Linked DNA regions of Pan troglodytes: region 1 is linked to region 2. The links are chromatin contacts, called in public HiChIP or PLAC-seq maps. All regions are on one chromosome and are shown on one strand. The core of a region is the stretch at or near the end of the contact, and the rest is flanking DNA. Distances in the headings are between cores, read along the strand shown.

The links. HiChIP or PLAC-seq counts read pairs in DNA pulled down with a chosen protein or histone mark.
Region 1: a contact with region 2 is called in an H3K4me3 HiChIP or PLAC-seq map of stem cell-derived excitatory neurons, with 3 times the contacts expected there. The contact joins the promoter of IGF2BP3 here to the promoter of KLHL7 in region 2. A contact is called at or near these places in 1 of 7 Hi-C or Micro-C datasets (stem cell-derived neural progenitor cells) and 1 of 1 datasets of contacts at active chromatin or transcription factors (stem cell-derived excitatory neurons).

Annotation. Positions count from the first base shown.
Region 1 is chr6:29,288,921-29,295,725 of NHGRI_mPanTro3-v2.0_pri, forward strand. IGF2BP3 (insulin like growth factor 2 mRNA binding protein 3) reads right to left here and starts at 1,678. Exons shown (of 15, transcript XM_001157593.7): 1 at 787-1,678. The coding sequence starts at 961.
Region 2 is chr6:28,929,684-28,935,690 of NHGRI_mPanTro3-v2.0_pri, forward strand. KLHL7 (kelch like family member 7) reads left to right here and starts at 1,484. Exons shown (of 11, transcript XM_527686.8): 1 at 1,484-1,898. The coding sequence starts at 1,779. It overlaps LOC134810416 (a long non-coding RNA gene), which reads right to left and starts at 1,436. Exons shown (of 3, transcript XR_010158360.1): 1 at 1,334-1,436; 2 at 19-86.

The sequences.
Region 1 (6,805 bases), core at 428-2,927, 360 kb after region 2:
CGGGGCTCCCATGGGGACCCCAACGCAGCCTTCCCCCTGGGCGTCCTGCTCCGCCCGGCACCGTCCCTCGCCCTGGCGGAGCCATACCCGGAGGCCGCAGCCCCGCGCCAGGGCCCGGAGAGCGGCGGGCGGCCGGTGCGTGGCGGCGACTCCCTTCCAGGCGACCAGCCGCCCCCGCCCACCTGCCCCTATCGCTCGTCGGACCAGGGGAGGTGGAACGGGGAAACCGGGCACACACTCTCTCCTCCCACAGGGTGGGGAGGAAGCGCGGGGCCGCCTGTGCGAAGCACCAGCCTCGCGGTCTCACTCGGCAGCACGGTCGAGGCCACTTTCCGTTCTCCACGGCCGGGGGTTTCGGGGCGCAGCACAGACAGCGCCGTAAATAACGACCGAGGAAAGCAGGAAGGAACGAGGCACAGGCGGGCATTCTAGCTCGGCCCCGAGGCCCAGCGTGCCGGGGCCTGGAGCACGCGCCTGGGCCCGGGCGGGGCGCCGGGGGAGCGCGCCTCCCCCAGCCCCGCGCCCCCCTTAGCCAGCGCCGGGGCTTTCTTGACAGCGCGTCCGCCCTCACCCAGCAAACCCCGGCCGGGGAAGCAGAGCCGCGGGCCGGAGTGGGAGCCGGAGCTGAGGAGAGCCCCGGCCCCCACGCGCGTGGGTGTGGGCGCTCAGGCCTCACCCCCGCTCCCCCAGCGCGCCGGGCCTGGGGCCCGCGGAGCCACCCGGTGGGCCTGGGCGGGCGGTGCAGGGCTGGGGCGAGAGCCCGGGTGGGGCCAGGCCCGGGCCCACCTGAAAGCGCCTCGATGGCCTTGAGGGCCCAGCTCTCGTCCGGGCAGTCCACGAACGCGTAACCAGTCTTCACCAGGAAGGGTCCCGACACCGGGATCTTGGCGTCCTTGAAGATACTTTCTAGGTCCGAGGGGGCGGCGTTCTCGCTGAGGTTTCCGATATACAGTTTGTTCATTGTGAAGAGTGGTTGTTTAAAAAAAAATAACGAGAAAAACGAAAAATTAAAACCACCCACGGTGATGGATGGATCCAGCTGGTTTTGTTCCCCTCGTCTTCTCGCCTTTAAAATACACAAACACAGTAAGAACCAAGCACAAGAACGAGGAGTGAAAAATCAGATCCGAGGCTTGTTTTTTCCTTGTCTAGATGTGTTTTAAAAGAGAAAGAAAAGAAAAAGCCTAGCTACAACCCAAACGCATCCACCAGTCTTCCTAAGTCTTAGGAGGAGGCGGGATTAGCAAGAGAAAGGAGGAGGAGGAGGGGAAAAAACTACTTTTTGTCTCTTCCTTCCCAACCCCTTTGGCTTCGGCCAGCGGACTGTGAAAATATCACACTACGTGAGGCAGGCGCCGCCTCCCCATAAAAAACCCAGAAGGGTGACTGGCAGGAGGGAGGGGAGAGGAGGAGGAGGAGGAGGAGGGAGGAAGGCGCAGGAGGCGGAAAAAATCCGCTCCGTGTGTCCGGCTTTTTGAATGAGCCACGTGTTCAAACTACAAATCAACGTCTCACGTGAGGAATCCCAGAGCCTCAATTAGAGTGGGTTTCGGAGAAAAAAGCGAGCGAGAGGAAGAGGGGGAGGGGAAACGAGATTGGGAGAGGGACTCTGAGAAGGGGGAGGAGGAAGAAGGAAAATGCTAAAGGAACCGCAGCCGGCACCAAGCGGGGCGCTGACGGTCACAACTCGAGTTTCTAAAGGGTTATCTGGTCTGGGCGGATCCTGGGAGGGAGGGCTGGAATATTGATTTTTTTTTTTAATGAGGAAATGGGCAGAGGTACTAACAGGCAGTTCCTCAGCTCTAGTTACCGTAGTTTTAATCATTCGATTTTTCAAAATAGGTTATTAACAACAAAACCAGAGTCACAATCCCGAACTCGCCTGGTGGCTTTAATGGCATTAGAAGTGTAACCCCAGCAAAGCCGCAGGCACGTTTCTAAGGCTGGCATGGACGGAAATGCTGCGAGGAGGGGTGGGGGAGTGGGTGAGGGGGGCAGGCGGTGGGGGCAAGACAGGCGGACGACGCGCCCCACCCCGTGCGCCCTTCTCGGGCCCCGGGCACCGCGCGAGTGGGGGCGGCCCGGGCCCGGGGTGGTGGGGGATGGGATCCCGCAGCGTCCTGGGCGGGTGTCTGGGCGACACCTCCTCCGCCTCCGCCTGCGCTCGCGGTGGCTCTCGGCTTCGCGTTTGCCATTGGTTGCGCGATTCAGAAAAGGCTCCAGGATAAATGAGGCCGGGGGCGGGCTTGGCCACTGGTGGGGGAGGGGAGTGCAGGGGCGGAGGTTTCTGGCTAGGGGCTGGGGTCGTCGGGGGCCTGGGCCGCTGGAGGAGAGAAGTCAAAGTGGGAAAAGTCGGTAAAGGGAAACCCTCTCTTCCTGTAGTTTTTAAAGGGGGAGGAGTGGAGTAGGCTGGTACTTTTATTTAAGTAATTTTAGTTGGAGAACTTGAGACTTAAAACTGGAAGACCGTCGTGCATTACCCCTAGGTGGTATTCGCATTTGAAAAATTGTTCGAGTCTCTTTCTGCCTCTTTTCTGCCTGGATTTGGCCATGAGAGCCATACATAATTTTCTTTATATGTAATGAGTACAATGGTGGTTGTCGGGGGAGGATTTGGGCCCGGTGGAGCCTTGTGGGCCAACAAAATGTGAACTGGAGACGAGCAATACGGAAACGAAGGCAGTGCTGGGGTTCTAGTGGAATCTCCAACTGTCGTTTAAAGATTGTGTACTCCACTCAAAGGTTTCATTTGCACCAGATACTTGTGTGTTTTTAACAGGTATATTTTTAACAGGTATTCTATGGAAAAGATAGAAAATTCTAATTTTTTAAGTGAAAGAAATTCTATATAACATGAAAATATAGACAAGAATCTTTAATGACTTGGTACTCTTACTGGTAGAAAAAAGGTATCCTGAATAGAGGAAATATTATGATTTACACTGGAAACATCTTCGGTAATTGATACAGCCTTGCTTCTCTATCAAAACCGTTGTTAGCATTTTAAAATGTGTATTTTTCATTTAAAAGGTGAATGGTAGACTTAAACATGGGAATTGTTGCATGATATAAAGAGTATTTACATTTTGTCTTTTAAAGGGAACTTACTTTGTAATTTTGTGTTAAGGAACCGGAAGGTGTCAGATCATCCATTTTAAATGCAACTGTTCTTTCTTACAGGTTTTTCTTTCCTGCCAAGCGAATCCAACATTTTAAACGTAAACACACTTTCACAATAATTTCATTCACGTTTAATTTAATGAAATGTTGTTACTTTATAAAATAGGGGGACAGACGTGTTTTTGTGTTACAGTATTTGTAACTGAATTAAGAGCTCAGCCTTGAAAGAACGTTTTGGTAAAATTTTTCTTTACGGTTAGGTTGAACTTTTTAAAAGCATTTTTTTCTTTTTTTTTAAAATAACTTTAGTTCTAAAGAAGAAATGTATTCTTTCTTTTGGCCTCTGTGGTATGCAAAATGTAAATATCAAAAATTATGGATTTATTTTAAATGTACCTGTTGTAGAACAAAAGCCATTTGGAGAAATGTTCTTCATACATTCATTTGGTAATATTTGCACTTCTCAATACCACTGTAAATTTTACAACCTGTTGATCATTTAACACTTTTAGTAATTTTTCATAAAAACAAATTGTGTGTGTTCAGCTTGCTTCCAAAATCAATTCAACTATGGCTTCTGGGTTGACTGTATTTGCTCTTATTAAAACTGAGACCTAAGGAAATATCTACTTCTAAAGCATGGAATAAATTGTTTATTTTCCATAAATACTAGTCCATGCTTGTCTGGCACTATCAAACAAATCTAACAGCTGGAATTTAAAACAAGTGTGTGTTTTGATGAAATATGTTCCTGGGACTCCTGTTAACCTAATCTGTGTATTATTGTAACAAACTGGATAGTCCATCTAGGACCTTAAAAACATACATGAGTAATATAAGCTCAGACATCAAAGAGAGAGGTGGATACAGTCCACTCCACTTCCAGTCTTCCAAGCATTTAAGGGTTGAGTCAAAAGATCTTAGGTAGTTGTCTTGCACTAGCACTTCAAGTACAAAGATACCTTTGGTGAATTTTCAAGAATGAATATAAAATCTATTTAACTTCCAGTTTTTTTTTTTTAAATGAATCTCACACAAATTAACTGGTTATAGGCTACTTCAGCTTCTTCCTGAAGCAGTTGTAGCTCCTAATTAATGTGAACTCCACGAAGAAAGAACTCCCACCATTTTATGTGCTCTGGGATGCGGCTGAGTCTTTCCAATTGCAGTCTGTTTACTCTTTGGACAGCTGCATCTCCTCCTTATCTGCTGAACTGAGGACTGTACAAATGTTTCTTGTGGGTCAGTGTAATATTAAAGAATAGCTATGTTTAGAAGGCCAGTTACCGTTGCTGTACCCACACGTCAGGGGCAAAGGCTGAGTGGGCAGATGGGGGGCTGCCACCCCTCCTCACGCCCGGCTTGGGACCAGCCTGGAGTCTCAAGCCGAAACCCCTCACGCGGGTGGGCACACAATGCCCGGCGTGTCGCCTGGGCCTCCTCGGAGGTGCTTTAACAGGCTCTTGCGTTTTTGAACGGCCCTCCTGGACTCTGATCTGTTTAAACTAGAGGCGTTAATAAGTGATAACCTGGATCTGCCCTCCTTGGAAGCTGCCTGCATATATCTTATTGTTTAAAATAAATAAAAATGGTGCCCCGGGAGAGAAGATGGGGTTGTTTCCTTTTTCCTCTGGCTCTGCCCCGAGAAAGAGGGCGGGATCCTCACGGCTCACACTGGGGAGGGTCTTTCGTCGGCCGCCGGCTCGCCTCGGAGGGCCTGGACCACTGGACCGCCTTTCCCCGGGGCCCTGCCGCGGGACCGCGGGCTTCTGGCTCCTCCTGGGGCTGCGTCCGTATGCGCGGAGCGTGTGGCCGGGCCGTCGCCGCGCCACCCCACCTGAGTCCGCCGGCCAGCGCGGGGACGCACCGGGCAGCGTGTGTTTGGCGACCCTCCCGCACCTCTGGTCTCAGTTGCGTGTGTGCACGAGGGGTTCCATAGGGCTCAGGGATGCTTGGTACCCACGGGGGAGAATCCCTCGCCGAACCCTGCGGGTCTGCGGGGCGGGCCGCGAGACTGGCGCGCAAAAGCGGCTCCAAGGCGGGGCTCCCGCGCTCCCCGGGGCCGGCTTGCCGAGTCCAAGTTGAGCAACCGGCGTCGAGAGAGACACCGCCCCTGCTGCGGGCGGGGGCCTCTCCTCGCTTCCGATTGGCTGACGGGGGGAACCTATCGCCGTCGGCCGCCTCCGCCAGAGCGGTTTGCTGGTTTTCATTCATTGGCCCCGGAGCCGCCCCTGGATTTCCATCTTTTGTGGCGCGAAAATAACCCTTTGCTCCCTCGTTGGTTTTGTTGAGGTTGAGGGGTGGGACTGTGTTCCCCTCTGCTCGCTCTCGTTTTTCCTGCCCTTTAACAGCTCGCCCCCAGCCCCAACCCCCAAGGAAGAAAGAGGGAGGTAACGCCGAGGAAGGGTGGAAAGCAGTTCTGCGTCCGTGGGTGGAGCCCGCCCCTTGGCTGACCGCATGGTGCCCGCACGGTCCCTTCCCTTCCCCCAGCGTCCAGCGCCCGGAGGTTCTGGATTTGCGCCATGCTCAGCAGCTGGAGTCACATCTTCGTTTCCCTGCCCATTTCCAACATCTTAGAGTTGATGCGTCCTTTTTTACTTAAAACAACTACAACCAACCATGTTCTCAGGTACCAGAACTTTTCTGGGCTTCTAGAGAAATCGACTCGCCCTACCCGCTCCCTTCCTAAACCCCTTTGTGGTCCACAGGGTTGTTTTAAGCAAAATCAAACAACCCCTCCAAAAAAAGCAAACGAAAAATTCCGGGTAAAATCAACTATGCTGAGACCACGTTTTCGTTGAAGCTGCCCTAAGACCAATGAAGCTGAGACCGACCTTCAAGGATTAACGATTTCTGTAGCTGAAATGTTCTAATTTCACTGACGTTTGGTGGAGACGGTGAGAAAAAATAAATATGAATTTGACTTGGAAAAGCACAAAACAAACGAAATAATAATATTTAATTTGATTAACTGAAAAGGCAAACAGCCACAGTGGTGTATTCTAGGTACTGGTGTCTTTGGTGAGTTTGTAATTATTTAAATAAATTGCTGTTGGTTTCATCAAAAATACAGATCAGAACTCTGGCCGTGACAAAAAAAGAAGGAAGTATAAATTTGTTTGGTATATCTAATTTTATAACAGACTTTACCAACCTTTCATTATCTGGAGAAAAGGAAATGTACCAGTTAAGAATATAAGTTAATTTGTTTGCAGATAATTGTTCATTTTTTGTCTTGACAAAATACTCTATTTGGTTAAAAACGGTAAAATGATAATTCAGTAAATATTTAAAACTTTGAGAGAATTGGTTTAAATCAGGGAGTTCAAAGATTTTCTCTGTGTTGTTTACTCTTAGTGATGTTACATCTTGTGATGTTACATCTTCTTCTGCGTGCTTTTGAAAAAATTATTAGTTCTGTGTTAGTCTCTAAAAACTAAAGTAACATAAATTGCCATGTACCAAAATTTTAAAACAAATTTTAACAACTGAATTGGTTAGTAAAGAAAAACTACTTTAAAGTATAAGTAATCATTAAACATATTTTATTTACATTTGTATATTTCAACTACATTTCACTAATGTGGTTGATAGTATTTTTGAACTTGTCATGTAAAATTATTCATCAGAAACATTAGAATAACTTAGAAATGGTTTGAGTTGAGTAAATTAATTAAAACTTAAG
Region 2 (6,007 bases), core at 234-2,733:
TTCTTTTTCACCACTTACATTTCTGCCTTAGAATCACGGATCCTTCATCTCCCAAGGCCTTAGAGTTAGAAGACAGATTTCTCCTTCTTTTCAATTAAAAAAAAAGAAAAAACTTTATTCTGTTTTTCTTCAGTGTCCTGGGTCATTTAATAAAGTGAATGAAAAATTTTCTCATTTCTATTAACAATAAATTATTCCTATTGCCAGGGTTCACCTGAAATCCCCAAATCAACTAGTTAAAATAGAGGCACATCTGAGAACCTCTAGATTAATAGAAGAAAGATAAAGAGTACAGAGACATAAGTATCTTACTCTTTTGTAAAAATTGAGGCGTATATACAGCTTGCTCTTTCATCTGGATTATGCTATATTGTTTGTCCTCAACAAGAAAAGTATACTGTGGGCCAGGCCTGGCAGCTCATTCCTGTAATCCCAGCACTTTGGAAGGCCTAGGTGGGAGGATTGCATAACACGAGGAGTTCGAGACAAGCCTGGGCAACATAGTGTGACCTCTTCTCCACCACCACCACCAACAACAACAAAAAATTTTAAAAATTAAAACTTAGCCCAGAGTGGTGTTGCACGCCTGTAGTTTCAGCTACTTGGGAGGCTGAGATGGGAGGATTGCTTGAGCCCAGGAGTGCTGAGGCTTCAGTGAGCTATGATTAGCCACTGCACTGCACCCCCAGCCTGGGCGACAGGGCCGAGACCCTGCCTCTAAAAAAAAAAAAATGCCTCAATGGTGTAAATTATTTTACATAAAATGTCTCTGTATAGTCCTATATAGACCGAGGAGGAAAACCAATGAGATATAAAGTTTTCATAATGTTAAATAATGTACAATTTCAAATAATCCTGTATATTACTATACAGTAGAAAGAATATGGTTACAAAAAACATTTCCATGAGGGCTGTGATTGAGTTCCGTGTTCCCGTAAAAACACTTAGAGAAGCCTAACTGAAGATTTCTAGAACCGACTGACAACTGATTTCAGTTGTAAACACACAGTAAGCCAGCCTAGTTAGGCAGACATTCATTGCACGCCAAGGAGACACCAACGGGACTGCGTGCTCTTGCGTTATGAATCCCACGAAAATAAATCTTGTGCTCCGTGTAACAAGACTTTAACTTGCAGTAATATCCTTTCATCATTTAATATTTATTGAGCGCCTACCATACACCAGGCTCACATACTGCACTGAACACCGACCCTGTCCCATGAAGCCTTACACTGATGGGAGACACCTTTGCATGTTCCATCGCCCAATTATCAAAAAAAAAAAAAAAAAGATAATCACGTAACCGAAACCTGGAAATCTGCCTTGGACATACAAAAGAGCAGGCGCGACCTCGGACCAGCTCCGAGGCAAAATTCACTCAGCGCGGGACAGCGACAGGGAATCCGGCCGCACCTGTGCCTGCAGTCTCATTGCTCGGAACGGCGCGCCACTGTGACGTGTCAGGCCCCGCCCCTGACTCTCTTCATAGTGCCCCCGCCTCCTTGCGCGAAGTGCGCAGGCTCCTGGGCAGGGCTTGGGTTCTGCCCGGGGACGCAGCCCAGTTAGTAGCGTCGCTCCCTGAGCGCTTCTAAGGGGGCCGCCCGGCCTTGTCTTTCGGCAGTGGCCGAGCCACCGCCGCCTGCCGCGCGTTCCAGAGCTGGGCGCTGCAGCTGCACTGCCGATCGCCGTGTTTGGTCGATAGAATCCCCAGTGTGCCCAGAGAGTGCGACCCCTCGCCCGGCCCGGCGAGCCCTGGGCGTGAACCGAGCTGAGGGAGGATGGCAGCCTCTGGGGTGGAGAAGAGCAGCAAGAAGAAGACCGAGAAGAAACTTGCTGCTCGGGAAGAAGCTAAATTGTTGGCGGGTTTCATGGGCGTCATGAATAACATGCGGAAACAGGTACCGCCTCTGTGGGAGTGACGGACGACGGTGGGAGGTGGTCCGGGGCTCGGGCCCCTGGTTCCCGGGGTCGAACCCCGCGCCCTGTGGATCGCGCCCCTCTTTCTCTGTCCTCGCCCCTCCTTCCGTTTTCGCAGGCGAGCGATTCCGCAGTTGGTAGAGGGGCGCGTAAAACAATTCTCGAGCAAAAGTGCTTCTCGTCTGCCGAAGATGTAGCTCCCAAGTCAGACTCCTGGGGGACTCCTCGGGCTGGCTTTCGCCGTCGGGTATCGGTTGTGTAACAGCTCTGCCCTAGTTATCTCTTTGTGGGGCGAGGATCCTTCCATTGGCGAGCCGTTTTAAGGTGTCGTGAGATCTTGTGTGAAGAAACCCATTGGCATAGCCCAAACCGAAGCCCCCAAAGGGAGGAGAGTTGCTGGCCTGAAATCAGCTGCTCTTAAATAAGGATCCCCGCCCCTTCCTGTATTCCCCGGTGGAGCTAGTTGAAGAGGAGTCCTCCTGTTCGTGCTAATTTAGAGCAGAAGCAGCCATCGATAAATACCATGCCATCTTCTAAGGGCACTGTGCGCCTCTGTTATTAAGAGGAGCTCTTTGTTCTGTCCTTGGTGTGTGGTGCATTCGTGAAATTCTGCAGCACATCGGCGAAAGGTGGGTTATGAAAAGAACGGATTTTAACGCTGGCGAAGGTGAAACAAAGAGGCTTTTTTTTTTTAATTCCATAACATCTATACCGATAAGCATAGAAAGTCACTTTTTCCTTTCTGTAAGCTTTATTTGTAGATAATACACATCTAAGTAGATTTGTGGGAATGTTTGGGTTTTGTTGACTGGGATCCTGGTTCAAGAGGACAAAGCAGGATGTGAGTTATGTGTAACTGCAAAACCTAGTTTGCTTTGTCTAGTGGTTCTGCTGGGAATATGGGCAACAGTAGAGGAATTTAAGATTTTTATGAAGATATCAACTTCAGATTTCTATAAGCAAACGCTGACTGCAGGGATTTTGTCTTTTTTCACCAGCTCCTGCTACAGTGCACCAGTGCAGTGTATGGGAATGCTTTTAAATCTTTCCTGGCCTTTGTGCTGAAGTACTGTGAATGCCTGAATTCGTTAATTTATGTAACTTACTTTCATGTATCTATTTTCAAATTCATGTTCCTTTCATGTAAACCTTTTTGTATCTACAATACCACAGACTTCAAATTGCTGGTGCATTTAGCTATTGCCTGCCTGTAATGGTAGTTGAACATAGTTTACCAGGGCTTAAACTCGTTGAAGACTCATTAGGTTCCCTCCCACTCCCTCGAATATATGTTTTCATTCGTGGATCATAGCATTGTAAAGCATTGCCTTAATCCCTAAATAGGGTGAAACTGGATTGCAGCAGCAAATATTTACTTGAGGAGGAGAGGATTGTCTGAGACTGTCCGTTTAGCTCTTTGGATTTAAAAATTGACTCACATTTCTTAGCTTTGGAGTATATTAACATCACTTATTTACCGTTACAATAGAAGTACAATTACTGAAAAATCAGGGTTCTGTTACTGAGTAGGAAGGAAAAAATGGTTACCTGGTGAACAACCAGGGGTCCCCTCCACAATGATTAACTGACCTTAATCTGCCAGGTTCTCCTGTTGTCAGTGGTTTGGCATGTGATTCAAACAGTTCTCCAATAGCACTTTTATCAACTTCATGGAATCATGCATCTTTTGCAAGATGTGCAGTTTCACTTCGCAATTGATTTACATTATGGTTATATTGTATTGTCCTGTTTAACATCATAACACAGGAAACAATTGACCAAGAATGACTGACAAGGGCAGTTGATGGGAATTGGCAGAAACAGTGGCTGGTCTGAGCCAGAGGAGGAATGTTTGAGTGAGGACCAACTTTATAAGTGCTCTTGTTCTTTAATTAATATTTTTGTGTTATGACTACTTTTGCATCCCTTTACAATCTCATTGCTTTAAGGATCAGGATAATGAGTGCCTAGATGACAAGGACCCCTCTGTAAACATCCAGAAACATTCCTTCAAGAATTTGAGAACATTGTGAGATTAGCAGACCTCAGTTCCAATCCTGCTCTCTCATTATTTCATTTTGTTATTTTAGATAACATGATTTAGGTCATTCCATCTCTCGGTAGCATAGTGGCTGATTCTATACATAGAGGCAAAAGGGGATTCTGCAGAGCCAGCAGCCTCGGCTTCTTCTAAAGCCTTTTCCTACATTGTTTTTGTCATTTCTAGCCTTTTGTTTCTAAGTAAACTCTCCAGTGAAGTATGGGATACATATAAGAGGGCACAAATCATAAATGTATAGCTCAGTTATTACGAAGTGCACATCCCACCAACAAGACAAGAACATGACTAGTACACTAGAGGTCCCCCCTTATGCCCTTCTCAGTCACCAACCCCACAGTAGTAACAACTATTCTAACTCTGTAACCATTGAAGTTAGAGCAGAAGCAGCCATTGATAAATACCATGCCATGCCATCTTCTAAGGGCACTGTGCACCCCTGTTATTAAGAGGAGCTCTTTGTTCTGTCTTTGGTGTGTGGTGCATTCATGAAAGTCTGCAGCACATCGGCAAAAAGTGGGTTTTTCCTGTGTTTGAACTTATATAAATGTAATCATATGGCATAAACTCTTGTGTTTTGTTTTCTTAAAGCCAACATTGTTTGTGAGATTCATCTGTGCTGTGTGTAGCACTGCTTCATCCTTGTGGTATATAGTATCCCATTGAATGAATATAGCACAATTTATCTATTCTATCATTATGAACATTTGGGTTATTTCTAGTTTGGAACTATTAAGACTGGTACTACTTTGAACATTTTTGTACACTTTGTACATGCCTTTTGGTATGCATATGTATGTATTAATATTTGTGTTGGGAAATACCAAACAGGAATTTTTGAGTCATAAGCTATACCACCTTCAGCTTTAAAAGATATTGTCGTGTAGTTTTCCAAAGTGATTGTACCATGTTACGCTTCTGCCAGTTGTGTGTGAGAGAGGCTTTTGCTCCACATCCTTGCCATCACTTGATGTTGTCAGTCTTATCACTTTAGCCATTCTAACTGGGTGTATAGGAGCATCTTATTTAATTGGATTGAGTACCTTTTCATTTATTTCTTTAACTTTTTGCTTAGATTAATGTTATTACCTGATATGTAAAATAGAGGCTTTACAAGGCAGGTCTGGGTCACAGTCACTATTGCACATGCACATTGCTGTTGCCATACTCTTCTTTTGTGTTAATGAAGTCCAGGAGTCTCTTAACATTGGAGGAAGATGTTTTAAGACCTTCCTGAGTACCACCATAGTTTATAGTTTCTCCACATTAAATGAATTAAAGCATAATTGGAACTTGAAAGCTTATGTTAAAGTCCTTATTGAGAGTTATGTGAGAGAACTACAAAGCTGATTTCACAATTAGATACTGGGCAGTTAACTGGGCTCACCTTCCAGCTAAAATGACTTTGCTTCTGTATTCTCATCTGTCTGACTGTAAATTACTACATGTCATTATCTTTAGGTTCTCTTGTGAATAATCTAAACCTTCAGTGTTAAACCCTTGATAATAATAAGGCTTCTTGAGCACTTATAACTCTGTTCCAGCCACTCTGCAGAGTGTTTTACATGCTTTGTCTCATTTAATTCTCTTAACTTTCATTGACAATTCCAGTCATCCAGACCTTCTTATTCTTTTCCCTGTACTTTACTGTTTTCTGTTTTCTTTTTCTGTCTGTCCAGCTTAGAAGCTATTGTCACTCCACTGTCTCTCCAGTGCCCCAGTTTTCTTGACCCTCTGTCCCTTTTTCATGTCCATCTGGCAAACTTGAGTATTGATGACTGATTACCTTCTTTGTGCAAGGCTCCAAGCACAGCTGGAAAATATCTCACTGGGCAACTTCTGCCAAGTAAGTGCTTGGCCACTAATTTCCACTAGACTATCAGTGCCAGTGAGCAATCTTTTTGTTGTACTATTTTCCTCCAGTCTGAGTCCTTTCTCTAGATCCTCACTTTCAGCAGATCACCCTCTTTTGACACCATAGATAAATAGAAGTCATTAGTCTAGAACTGTCTACCTTTTCACTTTCTACCA